Regions from separate parts of the Sus scrofa genome. Here all the other regions are linked to region 3. A link is a contact called in public HiChIP or PLAC-seq data. All regions are on one chromosome and are shown on one strand. The core of a region is the stretch at or near the end of the contact, and the rest is flanking DNA. Distances in the headings are between cores, read along the strand shown. Region 1 has its middle 130 kb from the start of TANK. Region 2 has its middle 150 kb from the start of TANK. Region 3 overlaps RBMS1 (RNA-binding motif, single-stranded-interacting protein 1).

The links. HiChIP or PLAC-seq counts read pairs in DNA pulled down with a chosen protein or histone mark.
Region 1: a contact with region 3 is called in an H3K27ac HiChIP or PLAC-seq map of alveolar macrophages. The contact joins two enhancer-like sites. A contact is called at or near these places in 1 of 47 Hi-C or Micro-C datasets (fibroblasts) and 1 of 2 datasets of contacts at active chromatin or transcription factors (alveolar macrophages).
Region 2: an H3K27ac HiChIP or PLAC-seq map of alveolar macrophages shows a contact between it and region 3, with 7 times the contacts expected there. The contact joins two enhancer-like sites. A contact is called at or near these places in 2 of 47 Hi-C or Micro-C datasets (embryonic fibroblasts and fibroblasts) and 2 of 2 datasets of contacts at active chromatin or transcription factors (alveolar macrophages and skeletal muscle).

What each region holds. Positions count from the first base shown.
Region 1 is chr15:67,839,120-67,842,250 of Sscrofa11.1, reverse strand. No RefSeq gene overlaps it. Among named protein-coding and RNA genes, the nearest start is that of TANK, 130 kb to the left of the region's middle. Within about 2 kb of position 1,745, at least 2 of the 83 cell types and tissues checked have an H3K27ac peak or open chromatin away from gene starts, as enhancers often do. A contact at or near this core is called in alveolar macrophages, where this site is marked.
Region 2 is chr15:67,815,040-67,818,497 of Sscrofa11.1, reverse strand. No RefSeq gene overlaps it. Among named protein-coding and RNA genes, the nearest start is that of TANK, 150 kb to the left of the region's middle. Within about 2 kb of position 1,382, at least 33 of the 83 cell types and tissues checked have an H3K27ac peak or open chromatin away from gene starts, as enhancers often do. A contact at or near this core is called in alveolar macrophages, where this site is marked.
Region 3 is chr15:67,327,109-67,330,236 of Sscrofa11.1, reverse strand. The region is part of intron 1 of RBMS1 (RNA-binding motif, single-stranded-interacting protein 1); the gene reads left to right. Among named protein-coding and RNA genes, the nearest start is that of RBMS1, 81 kb to the left of the region's middle. Within about 2 kb of position 1,251, at least 5 of the 83 cell types and tissues checked have an H3K27ac peak or open chromatin away from gene starts, as enhancers often do. A contact at or near this core is called in alveolar macrophages, where this site is marked.

The DNA.
Region 1 (3,131 bases), core at 496-2,995, 510 kb before region 3:
TTAAACCCAAGGGCTAGAGTGTGTTTCTCCTGCAGGAAAAGGGTCTGGAACTGTCTCTCCTGGCAAGGGGTCCTCTCTACAGTTACCTTAGCAAGTCTGTGCACCTGCATTATGCCCTGCTCAAACTTTGTATGTGGAAATGGTAATCCAGCACAGAGACTTGAAGCATCTCATGACCATGATGAATTCATAGCTATAACCCTCCCTATATAAAGGGGAAACACAATAAAAGAAAGAATTTAAATCTGAGAAAGTAAGGAAAATGTAGCAATTTTGTGTGATGAAAACTGTGATTATATTTAATAATTTTGATGAGATAAAGAAGTGAAAGTATCTATAAAACAAGAACAAAAACTTATGAAATAAGAATAAGATGCTATGACTCTAGAATGGGATACAATGGAAAAGAATCAACTTAATGAAAAACAAGATTGTTGAAACAATAAAACTAAACATAATGGACTGGACCTAACTAAAGAATGAGTTATCAAATAAAAAATTAAGTTGAGGAAATACTAATATCATCTAATATGTATTGAGTGCTTACTATGTGCCAGGCATTGTTCAAGCATTTACCATGTATTATCTCCTTTAATTCTTACAAGAATTATATATTCCCACTTTAGGAAACCAAGGCAAAGATAAAATAAATAATTACTCAAAGCCACAGAACTGGTCTTGAATTCAAAGAGAGCCCCTGTATTTATTCACTGAACTGTAAAACCAACTCTCAAAATTTCTCAAAATACAGCACAAAGAGATAAATAAATGGAAAAAAGCTAAGAGACAGGGCATAAATCCTAACCCTCATAAATAAAAATCTACATGTTTATAAATCCCCAGTTACTCATGTATACTTAAAGATTGCTAGGACTGCTTTAGTAATTAGTCAAAATTGGCTATACTGGAAACTAAAGTATTTGGTCTGAGAAAAAAATTTTCCTACTGAAGTTTCAAGAAGTCAGGAGAAAAATCTGAAAAACTGGAAAGCCAAGTGGAACTCTTTACTGAATCTTGTGTTAATTAATCAAGGACCACATATTGCCTAGTTTCTGTGTATTCCAGTCAGCCCAAGTAACTTTCTGAAACAAGAATAATATTTGAGAAACAAAGAGGGATGAGTTTCCTCAGGTAGTCAGGTGAGAATGTATGGAAGTGAAGTGTGTGTGTGTGTGTGTGTGTGTGTGTGTGTGTGTGTGTGTGTAGATAAGGGTTGTGCCTCCTTTTGGTTTTGCTGATTGAGGTGTAGCTCTTAGAGAACACATCATGATTTCCCTGTCTCTATTTAGATTGTGAGCATCTTAAAAGTAAGAAATGTCATACTCTTCTTTGTAAAGAATAGTACAGTGCCTAGAACACAGAAGCATGCTTTTTTTTGTCATTGTTGAATGCTTGAGTAAATTATTCCTGTCTTTTTTTTTTTTAAAGGTAGTAATTTACAAAGCTCTTCTTTCATCTTCTGTTGGATGTTTCTATCAATAGTGGTTCAGATTCTGGGAGGATGGGCACACAAAAACATCTGACAAGGGGTTTTGAAATAGTATAGGGAAGTCTCTAGGACAATTTAGCAAAATCAATTTCCTTTTGAATGGATGCTCCAAAATGATTGGTAGTGGTTGCCTGGAGCCATGCTGGGAAGGATTCTGAGGCTGCATCTGGCCTCAACTGGAAAGAGCACTATAATCAGTGATGTGTGCCAGGGGTAAGGGAGTAGGACTTAGCATCCTGTGACCACGTATTTGCCCTGGAGAGAAACGGCCATATCTGGAAGCCAATCAAGGATGGAGTTGGAGGGGGATGGGCAGTCAATGAGGGTACATCCTTTTACAGAGATCTTAAATACTGGCTTACCAAATTTTCAGAAGAGTATCTTAGTTCCGAGATGACATAAGAAAGTCCTGTTTATGTAAATGTGGACTTGGGGCCTTCTTAAATGGAGCCACATCTGTTTATTCCATATCCTAGAACTCAAGAGCCACAGCGGGACGAGCTGATCAGAAGAATTTCTGCACCAGTGTATGTGAACTTGATTGCTGACCTCTCAAGATCTCCATTGACAAGATGGGATTTCCGAGAATTTGTCAGCATTCACACTGAATGTAAAGTTGAGGACAATTACCAATTGGTCAGGACTTTCCACATCCCTGCTTAGTTCCTCATTTCTTCCCCATTTTTATGAAACAGATCCGGTATCTGGGGCTGAGACAGTTTTCAGGAAGCTGTTTCCCATATCCTGTCACTCATGTCAGACCAAAGGATGTTGTTACACCAGAGATTTTACTTAGACAGTTATTTTATTTTAATTTTGCTCCCCCCCCCAAGCATTCATTTCTATTTCCCAAGGTATTTTAGAATCTCTAATATTTTTCAAGAAGCAAAGTCTTGGCAAATATTGGCTTATTGACAAAGAATTAAAGGGTCTATGGTGCTAGATAAGGGGCTTAGAGAATGGAATTGTGGAATTAGACATGGCTCTATTTGGATGAATTGCTGTACTGGAAAATTCATGAACTTTGATATCTGACAGCTTTGGCTAGACCTTTGATTTTCTATTTTAAAATGTATGAATTTGAGAAAGTTATTGTTTCCTCATCTGTAAAATGAGTACATTAATGCCTCCCTCTCAGGGCACAGTGTATAAGTGACATAACATAATAATGGCATCTAAGCACAAAATGTGTTTCCCTTTCCTCTATTATGTAGTTTTGTTGCACGACTTAACATTCTCAGCCTTAGTCTGAAAGGAGCGCAGAGGAATATCCTGTCAATGTTTTAGGGTTGAAACACCCAATTAGGAAATTCTTCCTTATACAAACGTGTTGTTTAAGCCATATATTTCTTGTTCTAATTTATTCTGTAAAATGTGAAAAAAGGGAGTTCCTGTCATGGCTCAGTGGTAACGAACCCAGCTAGCATCCATGAGGACACTTGGTTCAATCCCTGGCCTTGCTCAGTGGGCTAAGGATGTGCCATTGCCTTGAGCTGAGGTGTAGTGTGCTCAGATCCAGCTTTGCTGTGGCTGTGGTAGAGCCCAGCAGCTTCAGCTCTGATTTGACCTCTAGCCTGGGAACTTCCATATGTCGAGGGTATGGCCCTAAAAAGCAAAAGAAAAAAAATGTGAGAAAAGCTTA
Region 2 (3,458 bases), core at 133-2,632, 490 kb before region 3:
ATTTTTCACCTTTAAGTCTTACAAATTTCAAAAAGGTTAACTCAGACAGCATTGTATTTCTTCTATAGCTGTTAGATGGATGAGAGAGGTGGGACATGGAGAAATCAAATAGCAAAGTATGACAAATTTGCACTATTTTCGAGTTTCTAAATACTAACTTTTAATGGAGAGAATGTTTAACATTGTCATGGTAACTATTTCACTTCTGTACAACAATGGAGAAATAACCTGTAGACAAAACACTAACTGTATTCTTGTTTAACATTCAAAGTAATTTTTGTCTGGAGTTCTTGTTGTGGCACAGTGGGTTAAGAATCCAACTGCAGTGGCTCAGATTGCTTCAGAGGTGAAGGTTTTATCCCTGGCCTGGAGCAGTGGGTTAAAGGATCCGGTGCTGCCACAGTTGTGGCTCAGATTCAGTTCCTGACCTGGGAACTTTCATATGCCGTGGACTTAGCCATTAAAAAATTTTTTTTGTATAAAATAGATAATTCTGAAATAATAGTAGTAACTGCTTTTAAGGCTCATCACTATACAAAATGCTTCATCTGAAGTATCTCCTAGAACTGCATGAGGATAAAAATTAGATGTTAATTTAAAATTGAGGCTTTCAACACTAAAAAGTACTGATTATGCTGATACAGTTACCTTCTATTTTTTATTATTTTTTTGTCTTTTTGCTATTTCTTTTGGGCCGCTCCAGCGGCATATGGAGGTTCCCAGGCTAGGGGTCGAATTGGAGCCTTAGCCACCGGCCTACGAAAGAGCCAGAGCAATGCGGGATCCGAGCTGCGTCTGCGACCTACACCACAGCTCACGGCAATGCCGGATCCTTAACCTACTGAGCAAGGCCAGGGATCGAACCTGCAACCTCATGGTTCCTAGTCGGATTCGTTAACCACTGCACCATGACGGGAACTCCTATAGTTACCTTCCAAAAGCAAATTTTTTTGCTCTATGTAATTATCCCAGCTAGGAAAACTATCGCCAAATAGTCAAATAAAATAAGTGGAAATGAAATGAAATACATGTACAACTCACTGTCAGAACAGGAAAGGATGCTGATCATCAACCCCTTACCCTTAGTTCCATGAAAATATTTTTATTGGCTTAAAAAAGAATATATCATTGTGTGTATTTTTAAAAATCAGAGACATCTTGAATTATCAAAGAAAACTTTACAGAACACTGAAACCTACCAAAAATAGGCTGGGGGAAGTTGAAAGGAAAGCAACATCTGATTGATGGTTAAATTACACAACACTGTCACTTCCTTGACAACTGAAGGACGTTTCTCGTTTGTGTGGAGAAACCTCTGCAGTGTTTGCAACAATAAATTTGTCGGTTTAGTGTATAGCTGAAAATATTCACTAGGGGGCAGCCTCTCACTGAAATGCAAGAGAGACTGCCTGCATCATCTGATTTCAATAAGAAACTGGCCCAGGGAGGCACACATTCTCGGCACAGCCTCTAAAGGGAAATTTATGCATCTATAAAATGTTGAATCAGCACAGTCACTCAGTGGCCAGTAAAGGAAGGAAAAAGTCTTGCATAACATTAAAAGCCCAGCATCAATAGATGCTTAGCTGTATGGACGGTGTGTGCTTTGAACACAAAACCTTTGCTGTGTGTGTGCTGAGCGTTTGGCTACTGTCAGGTTTTTTAAGTCATAGTTGATACACACACACACACACACACACACACACACACACAAAGCCACCATGCAAGTAAACGTTTTATAGTTGGGAAGGAATTGAAACAAGTACGGATTGATTTTTCCTTAACCGCTTAAACCCTAGGTTTAAACTGAATGGAACGCTGTGGCCAGGCTGTTCCTTCACCGCTTCCTGACTTTTGTATGACCCTTTCTACCAACCTATTGTTTTTCCTTTTTGCCACTCTTTCTCTTGCGTTTTATATTCCTCAAGTGATCTCACCTAACAAAATCAACAGCCCGTGTCCCGAGGAGAGTCGTGACTGTGTTTTTTTAACCGGGCTCTGAATGGTCTCAGCATTACTCAGAGGCAATATTTGAAATGTGATACTGCCCAGTTCCTCTGCAAGCCAGCAGGGCTGCCAGGCCTATTGTGTCTATGATTGTAAATGCATCTGAGAGCCCCTGAGCAACTGGTGTGACCTTGTGTGGTCCGGGAAGCTGGGAACTGGGACAGAGCAAGGGTGGCCAGGCACATTGTAACCCAGGACCCACATGCAGCATAAGCTGAGCATACAGATGCTTGTGGAAACGTGGGGGCCACCCCTGCAGCCTGGTATGGAAATGGAGCTTGAGAAGAGGAAAGAAAAGGAATCCGTTAGACTAGAGGTGGGCATCCACAGAAACTAGGGCCCACAGAATCAATAATTATTCCCTAAGCTGGAGGCTAGAACTTGTGGCAGTTAGAAAGCATGGCTGGGTATGGGCTCTCTAGCCAGACTAGAGTTTGAATGCTAGCTCTGTCTATTGCTGGCTGGCTGTCTTTGGGAAGGTCACTTTTTTGTGCCTCAGGTTCTTTGTCTGGAAAAGGAGTGCTTAGAATAGTGCCTGGCACATGAGTTCAATGAAAGCAAACTATTATTATTATTGTTGTTGTTGTTGTTACTGTTATTAGGATGCAGAAATGAGGGAAGAGGACTTCATAAAAAGTCAGTTTCCTCCACTGAAAAATGGGGGTAATAGCAGAATCCACTTTATAGAGGTGTTGTAAGATTTAAATAAGCTACCATATGTGAAGTGCTTAGAAGAGTACTTATCAAATAGTAAGTGCTCAATAATTAGTACTGCTATTAGAAACCTAGATAGAGACAACGCTACTTTCTAAAGAGTTGTGTGAGGAATGCATATGTGTTCACTGTATTGTCATCACCCAGGATGCTCAATAAATGTCTGTTCATTTTATTTCTTAACTTGATAATCCTGTTGCTTGGGTCACTTAGTATCCATGTGTATCAGAGGGAAAACTAATTTCAACAACAGGGAGCAAGAATTTACATATAATCAGTCCTATAAAGCAGTGGGTCAACTATTTGATATCTGGGAGCATCTTTGGCAATCTGAAGATAGCTATGGACTCATACCCTAGGAAAAAGCATACACTTGCACACCATTTTACATACACACTCAGAAGTTTTTAGGCATGTCTTGTAGGGAGTCCATAGGAATCCATGAATCTGGGACGGGGAGGTAGCTAAGAATTCCTGTAAAATACAGAAGAATATAACAGGAAGAGATGATTCTTTTTTTTTTTTTTTGTCTTTTTAGGGCCACACTCGAGGCGTATGGAAGTTCCCAGGCTAGGGGTTGAATCGGAGCTGCAGTTGCTGGTCTACGACACAGCCACAGCAATAATGTGAGATCCAAGCTGCATCTGCAGCCTATACCATAGCCTGTGGCAACACTGGCTCCTTAAGCCACTGATCAAGGCCAGGTATTGAACCCACATCCCCACGGATACTAGTTG
Region 3 (3,128 bases), core at 2-2,501:
TATGGGACATACCTCTTTTCCCCAAAAAGTAGAGCAAGAATATTTATTATGACAGTAATAGTTGAGGTCAAGAGAGAAACCCATTTGCTCATGGAACCCCATTACTTTAATAAGTAATAACAAATGTAACATTTATTACAACCCCTCTTAGGATCCCAAGTGATCTAAAGATTAGGATGCAAATTCACCATGTTTAATAGAATCTGTTAAGTGTACTTTTTATTATTTGATCACTCCATTTCTTACATTCAGCTCTTTCTAATTTCATGTAATCATCGTTTTGAAAAGAGGATGCAAATCATCATTTCCATCGTGTGTGTGTGTGTGTGTGTGTGTGTGTGTGTGTGTGTGTGTAAAAAGCTACCTCTCCTCAGCCATTCATGCCTCCAACAAAGCCTACTACATGTAGGACAATGGGTTAACTCATTAGAGATTTACATACTGTTTAAGCAATCTTACAAAAGTGTTAAGGCTCAAAATAAGGTGACTCTATGCTCACTTTTATGAGTTGGACAGTGCAGAATACAGAGAAAAGCTGTATACAATCTACAGAAGACATAGACTCTAGTCCCAGGGTAGGAATGTAATGAATAGGTTCAGATTCGGAGGCCGTTTAACAAAGAATCTTCTAATAGAAATGGCTACATGTAGATAGGTTCAGTGAATTTATTATTCATCATGGTGGCCAAGGAGAGAGACAGTAGCATTCATTCTATTATTGAAATATTTCTTGGGTGATTATTATATGCCAGGCGTGGAGAATGGCTTTTTAATAATTCTTTCCAACCTTGAGGTGCTGCCTTATGACCTAGGTCAAGTTTTTTATCCTACCTGAGGCTCTCTCTCCTGCTCAAAAAAGCTGAGAATGCCTGCCCTGTCTCTTCCCCTGAGATTGTGGATTGTAACACTTTAATAATATAATAAAACATAACAATATAATGTACTGTAACATAATATAATATAATAATAATATAATATAATATGTAAGACTGCAGAATGTCTTCAGAAGTTATCTACTTCTTTCTCCTGGTGCTTCCTCCAACTTGGAAGTATTTCACAGGATTTTAACATTTAATAATCCTTTAGTTGAAATATCATCACATCTGCCACTAGATCAAATATTAAATTGGGAGGTGAAGGAAGGGTGGTTCTCAGAGGATCTCTCTAATATGTTGTCAGCATGCTGGGAGTGTTCTTTATAGTTTGGAACTAGGAATTGCTGATGTCATGATCAGTCATATTGTCATGACAACATCAGAATTTTCTCATTTGCCTTCTCTTAGCTTGGGGAGTATCAATTTGCCACAGGTCTGTCATCAGTTTGTCCCATGTGTTAAGTGTATTAGATAACCCAGAATTAGTCATTCTTTTTTTTGTTTGTTTTTTGCTTTTTGTCTTTTTGTCTCTCTAGGGCCACACCTGCAGCATATGGAGGTGCCCAGGCTAGGGGTCCAATCAGAGCTGTAGCTGCCAGCCTGCACCAGAGCCACAGCAACACAGGATCCAAGCTGTGTCTGCAACCTACACCACAGCTCACGGCAATGCTGGATCCTTAACCCACTGAGTGAGGCTAGGGATCAATCCCTTGTCCTTATGGAGGCTAGTCGGTTCGTTAGGTTCATTAACCGCTGGGCCATGACGGGCACTCCCAAGCTAGTCATTCTTAAGGACAGTTAGGCTGGGGAATTTTTCTAACCTCCTTATGTAGCCAACTGCAATACTCTTAACTAAATATTCTTTTGCTGGAAAGTTCACCTTCATACATACTCAGCTAAGTAAAAGTTCACTTTTTATTCTAGATTTTCTTGTGTGAACCTTATTTTAGTGGAGAATAAAAAGCTTTTCCGCATCCTCGTTTGCTTAAAGGGTGTCATTAATTATTCTATTATCCCCTTCTTCAGGTGAAATAAAATACCTTAATGGTAATCTTAGCAACTAAAGAGAAAGGACATTTTTATTGTTTTTTTCCTTCTGTATTTGGAATGCCTTAAATCCTCATTTGTGCTGTGGATCCCAGATTATGGATAGACATTGAGTGTGTCTCCCAGACGTTTAGGAATGTCTTAGACCTTTTGTCATTCTTGGCTTATATGAGGGTTTTGTTCCTCCAAGGTATAGTTGTTCACCCTGTGCTATCAAAACTTTCATTTGAGCAGTTGATTTTTACTCATGGGAAAGAGATAGTTATTCCAAGTTTGAATTTTTTTTTTCATGATTTGGAGGGGTTTTTTTGGGGGGGGGTTGGCTGTAATTTTCCACAGGTTCTGTTGATTTCCTAAGTACTTTCTGTCTCTTCCCAAGTCATGTAGCAAGAGGTAGATGTGATCAGTCATTTCCACACCACATCTGCCCCACCCTTCCTCACGATGGCACTTACCCTTTGCACATAGTTTGATCATATACAGTAGTTGATTATGTTCACTTCTATTTCTCTAGGTAAACTGTAATGGCAAAAACCAATGACTATTATCTTTTGTAATTTGTAATTTTATTATAATTCACTGAATTATCTGAAAGTGTCCTGAAAATAAGCTCTTATTTTCTTACAGGCTTGCTATAGGAATGGAGACTAACAGGCTCCAATACTAGATTTCCACAATGAAAGAAGGTAGAGGATTGAGGCATCCATCCAGGTAATTTAGAAAAGGAATAATCCACAATAAATGCAAAAGGGAGCTTCCCTTTTTCTCCTGGTTTCCCAGATACTTGTCTCTCCTTAATGGTGTTGTAGAATTTGATCTACAGTTACAGATTCAAGTATAATAGAACCAAAGCAAAACCAAAATCTTGACATTTTAATTCGTATAGCACCCTTTCATGATTTTGTTGGTTGAAAAGAATAAGGACTCATGTACCTATTTTTATAGAAAAACAGAGGAAAAGAAATTTAACTTACAGAGAATCATATGCCAGAAATTTGAATGAGCCTTGAATTGTATTAACTTCCTCAAGAGCAGGGCAGTAGCTAATTTATGAATAGATTATATCCAACATTTTTTGAGTGTAAATTATTTGCTTGGAATTTAGAGACTGTTTTGCCACTGGGAGAAATATCTTAAAGGATGATTAGGATGCTAGTTATCCTATAGGCATCTGTGAATCCCATAATGAAGCTAGTCTCTAATATG